Linked DNA regions of Zea mays: region 2 is linked to region 1. Evidence: chromatin contacts called from public Hi-C data. All regions are on one chromosome and are shown on one strand. Each heading gives the region's core, a stretch centred on a gene start, on an enhancer-like site or on the middle of the called end of the contact. The rest is flanking DNA. Distances are from core to core; before and after follow the strand shown. Region 1 holds the start of LOC103640983 (disease resistance protein RPM1). Region 2 has its middle 64 kb from the start of LOC100280658.

Region 1 (2,745 bases), core at 218-2,717:
AAGCACAGCATGATAGAGCTAAAAGAGAGACATAGAGGAACCCACAAGAGACACATTTGCGAGGACAGAGATTTTGAAGTTATCAATAGCGTAAAAAATGGGAAAAGATTTTTGATTTGGAGTTCGCAAACTATGCATGGTTGTCTCTCAAATAAGACCATACAAAAGCTCAGAGTATCGGGTACAGGCATCATCCATCCAGGGAATATGATAATAGAATGTCTTTACAGGGTACCTAAGTAGAAGGATCTCTGTACTTGAACGAAAAGAGTGGGATGCCTGGTTTTCTATTTTATTGAATTCAACGTTCTGAAATTGAAATTGATTTTTGTTTATTTCTTGGGCTCAAATAAACTAAAATGGAGTAAGCTTGCTGCTTTGGGCTTTCCAATTCCAGAGAAACCAGAAAGCTAAGTATACTGCTTGATCTAAACTTAGCTAAATGTCCAGTCTTTTCAATCACTACACTTGCCTACGATGTTCTGTTCACAACCATATGTCATGGGAACCACTACCACATACAACCAAAGATGATTTCCTGTGTTAAGAATCCTAGATTTTCCTCTATAGAATTTAATTCTAAGAAACGAATTATACAGTTACAATCAGTCTGGTTAACAAATCTTCACAAAGATTTCCTCCTCTGTCAGACTGTCAGTCAACATTATTTGCTACTTTAATTTGGAATCTCAGATGTTGAATCCAAAAGGTCAACAGATATTCTCCTAAATACTGCAGTGAAATAATTATGGAGCGCACGCCTGACTTCTTTTGTTTAGGCCTTTTGAGTTGTTCAGTAGAGTGGGGCGTGACGCGTGATTGTGGTTGTTCCTCTGTAATTCCTTGTACAGTTTATTTTCCTTTCTTTCATCCAATAAAATTTGCGGCAAAGCTTTTACCGTCCTTTCTAAAAAAAGAAATAATTGGAGAAACAGAGTAAAAAACACACATGTTCAGAAAACGAGCAAACACATATCATAGCTTTCTCTGCACAGATGAAATCGGATATTAAGCCGAGTTGATTTGGTGACATGAATCTCAAGTATCCAAGCAGAACTGCTGCTGGACTCGGACGTGGGGTCTCATCTGCTGCTTGCAGGACTTGACGAACGTGTGAGGACCGAGGAGAAACCATACCTTATCTGCAGCTTCAAGCCATGATGGAAACGACAGAAGGCTGAGATGGCGCAAACGTTGAATTGGTGGATGAACGCTGTCCAGCGACGAGAGTGTGTGATGAATGTGAGTTTGCAGTGGAAGGCTAGGGGAAATGAGAAGGCAAGTCATATAAATAAGTCAAAAGCTGACATTTCGCCCAGTTGGCGAAGATAAGCCTATGAGAAGCAATGCAAGGCTGTCAATTAGCTGAACTGTCGCAGTCGTTGCTCGGTCGTTAAGACTGGAACTTGATGAAGGTTGTTGAGAACTATTCTTGACTGACAGATTACACTACTTGCCAACTTGCACCTGCAAGCAACTAGGTCAACTAGATTTAGCTAAGCAATTATTCAGTGTCAAAAACCTGGAATCCTTACACAAAAAGATATAGGAGGCGAATAGATTTATAAAGATCTATAGATTCCCTAATTCAATCCAAAATTTCCTCCCATCCCAGATTTTTAAAATTTGTTCCATCAAAAATTTTCAAAATATTAACCACATCCACTGTTCATAGGATTAAATCGTTTTCTTTTATATTCGGAGGCCCCACCTAACTCATTGGTCCACCCCACGACATGGTCAGCGTAATGGCTCGGCCGTCTTTAAACCATTGCACCTCTTCCCCATTGATCCTTTAGCACTGCTCATTGCCCAACATCCACGCTGCCCGTCCCCATGTAACGTTGTCTCCTTCAGCACCTTTACAGCCCCCACTTCGTTGCTTTTTAAAAAAAATGTACAGGAGGGGAAGCTTCTGCTGTGGTAGATATTTATTAATATAAAGAAGAAAGCGGACAAAGAGCATGAACAGTCGCTCCCAAGACAAACCAGAAGTAAACTAACTAAAGCACAGGGAAAAGAACTATCTGCTATCTATAGGAATTTATAAGCGAGGAGAAAAGAGTTGATTTCTCTTCAGAAAAGCGGTTAGCTTGCAGAAGAGCTTCGGCGCGGAATTCTTTTTCCAGCCAAGGAAAGATGGTCGTCCCCTGTCAAAGATAAAATTGTTTCTTTGCTTCCAGATTTGCCAAGCTGCTATGATAAAGACCTCCATAAAGAATGGTGAACCGTGCAAGTCCTTGGCTTGTTGAAAGGTTGCAAAGAAGTCAATCTGGTAGTTCCACTGACCCCACTTCGTTGCTCGATGACGACAAGGCTTCATCTCTATGAAAAATGATGACGCAATACCTATTGTTTTAGCTACTGCTACCATCGTGCGCACTGCTCGTGTAGAACGTCATGGACACGTTGGGGTAAGCGTGACTACAGTTATGACACTTGGGCCTAGCGCTGCGGGCATAGGGTCCCACAACACGGCGTACCGTGATGGAATAAGTCTTGAACATCTAGAAGACAGCAGTCGCTTTTGACTGTCCTCTGTAGTCCTTTAGCATCTAGAGGACAGCTTGACTGTCCTCTGTAGTCTCTTTAGCATCTAGAGGACAGCAGTCGCTTTTTGACTGTCCTCTGAAGTCGCTTTAGTATCTAGAGGACTGAAAGTCGCCTAGAGGGGGGGTGGATAGGCGAAACCTGAAAATTAAAACTTTATCCCCCAACTAGATCCCTTGATTAGTGGTTAGAACA
Region 2 (2,700 bases), core at 160-2,659, 210 kb before region 1:
CGCGGACTCCTTCCAGCAGATTGCACCCGTAAGGAAGGGCGGACGCCTACTATGGAGGATGTGTAGGGTTTGGCGCTGAAGATGGAAGGGGATCTCCGAGGGGGCGCCGCGTGCAATGAAGCGGAGCCGGGGAAGGAGAGTGCAGGCATCATGGTGCCGTGCTGTTTGGGGAAGGGGCCGCGGCGACAGGGGGCTGCGCCGGCGCAGGGAAAGGAGGCGGGCAACACGGCAACATACCAGAGTGCAGGGTGAGGGAGGTCGCTGTCCACGCCATGGGTGACGTCGGGGAGAATAGGTGCGTCGCTGACGGGGGAGCGGATGCGCGGACGGGACTGGGGTCTGGGGGGCAGCCATGGGGAGGAGGTGTTGGCTCGCCGCCAAGGGCTAGAGAAGGGAGGTCGCCGATGGCCAGGAACGTGGACGGCTGTGGCTCACCAGGGAAGGGGGCGCTGATGGTGGACCTCGTCGTGTAAGGAAGGGAAACTTAGCGGGTCTCGGGCGGGCGGGGGAGGAGGCGTAGGCACGACGGAGATAGGGCGCATGGCGGCTGTCGCGGGGAAGCGCGAGCGCGGCGGCGCGGCGGGACTGCGGGACTGCGGGCACGGTGGGACTGCTCGGCTGCGTGGAGTGCTCGGCTGCGGGCGCGGCGGGACTGCGGGCGCGGATGCGGGGACTGCGGCGGGGAGTGCGGGCGCGGGGAGGGAGGCGGAGCGCGCGATGGCAGAACAGCCAGTGTGCACGCCTACACTGCTAACATATAGAGTAGTATTGAATAATAATTATCTACGCATCGTAACGAGATCGCATGTTTGAGAATCACTAAAATTGGAGTTATGGTTGAAAAGATATGGCTTTATGAAGTTTTAAGTGTTAAATATAAAACCAAATGAGTGTTATTTTTATCACTAAGCTACATAGTAAAATAAGGTTCCTAACTGGTAAACAATATTATTAAGCGTCCAATGCAAATGGAATGGGTCAATTTGGAGTTACAACAATGAAGTTATGACTTTTCTAAGATGAAGACATTATTTTTGCACTAAAAAGTGACTTTTGCATTTATTTTTATTGTTTTCCCGGTTGACTGGACTGAGGCCATGATTACAGGAAGTTCTAGGGGCTCAAACATAAATAAAATGACCTATATCTAATTATTTCTAGGTGTAACCGGATGGCGGGTTGATTGCAGAAAAGTCGAGGTGTTTATTTAAACCTTTCCAAACCCGAAAGGGTATCGTCCATCAAGGGCCACTAGATCCGGAATCAAAGGATCAGATCAGATCCTGATTCAAGCGAACAAGTACGCCGTTTTTTGCGTCGGATTCAACGCCAACGACATGGATTTAAAACACTCGTGATTACCCCGGATCCGTCCGATCGCGATCGAACGCACCCGCGCCCTCAACTCGAATCGATATGCTTGGTCTAATCTCGGTCGCTCGCGCCCAAATCTACACCCAGCGCCCTCCCTCGCATCCTCATAGCAAGCGACGGTGGCGCCGCCCAGCACACACGACGGAGGCACGCTGGAGTAACCCAAATTCCCTTCCAATAACCTATTTCGATCCCGGCTCGGTGCTATGTGAGGAGAAGACGGAGGCGGATCGAGTAAGGTTGTTGTACCGATGTCCTGAAGCAGGAAATCCCCTGACCACGACACGACACGGATCGATTGTGCCCACCTGACGCCGACGAGAAATTCTGAGGTCCTCGGCAACCAATCACGCGCGCAGAGGCCATAGGCACCCTTCTTTTGGTCCGGCGAAGCTTGTAGGCTCGACATCGGGGTCGCGACGGCGGGGAGCACCTGGTTTGTCAACGATGGCTTCTCTTCCTCCCTTGCCGCGATGTTTCTCTATTGTGGCGGCACAGTGACTTGATAGAAGCAGTCCGAGGTGGCGGTGGGGTTCGAATTTATGGAGGGCGACGATTCCCGACCTCCCGACCATGTGAGGTTAGGACGCGGCCGGTGAGCTTTCCTCGGCGAGGAAGTCGGCCCAGGCGCAACAACCCAGGGAAGAAGGAAGACCCGGCCTGACCCATGGGACCCAATCGGTAGTGAGAGAACGGAGTGGGGGCACGCGCGGTGCGGAGCTGTCCGAGGCGATGAGTGTCTGCGCTTCTGGACCCACCGGTCGGGTAGTGTGGGCACAGCGCGCGTTGTGCAGGCGAGATGGGCCGCCCGATGATGGGTTTCCCGGGCTGATGGGCAGATTCGGCCCAGCGAGGCTTTTTTCTGTTTTGTATTTTCCTTTTCTATTTTGTGTTCCCAATTTCAAATTCAAAACCAAGTATAAATTTGTTCTGAATTTTAAACACTAGCTAGATGCAGCAAACAAAGAACCTCAACATAAATTTTATTTATTTATTTTTACTTATCTTTTCAAACAAATGCTTTTAAATATACATTTCATACACATACAAATACTTACTCTAAAAATAATCTCTAAGGCATGATGTTTATCAAAGGATACTTAGACTTTAAAATTTTTAGAGGACATTCATAAATATATTATTTACTTCTATAATGATCTTCTCCCTTGTTTCATTTTTTGAGTCTCTTCTAAATCTCAAAATAGAATTTTAGGGTGTTACAATAAAACTTGTCCCTGTAGTGGTATGTGTACAAATGTTCATGATGCTTCTCCTCTTCATATCTATCCAAGCATCAGTCATAACAAAGCAGCCATACTTGTTCTT

Evidence for each region. Hi-C and Micro-C count contacts between places; a contact is called where the count stands out from the background.
Region 2: a Hi-C map of ear shows a contact between it and region 1, with 2.5 times the contacts expected there. The contact joins the enhancer-like site here to the promoter of LOC103640983 in region 1. A contact is called at or near these places in 2 of 25 Hi-C or Micro-C datasets (ear and leaf).

The regions. Positions count from the first base shown.
Region 1 is chr10:28,127,848-28,130,592 of Zm-B73-REFERENCE-NAM-5.0, reverse strand. It overlaps LOC103640983 (disease resistance protein RPM1), which reads right to left and starts at 1,467. Exons shown (of 3, transcript XM_008664412.3): 1 at 1,138-1,467.
Region 2 is chr10:28,341,595-28,344,294 of Zm-B73-REFERENCE-NAM-5.0, reverse strand. No RefSeq gene overlaps it. Among protein-coding and RNA genes, the nearest start is that of LOC100280658, 64 kb to the left of the region's middle. Within about 2 kb of position 1,409, at least 18 of the 20 cell types and tissues checked have an H3K27ac peak or open chromatin away from gene starts, as enhancers often do. A contact at or near this core is called in ear and leaf, where this site is marked.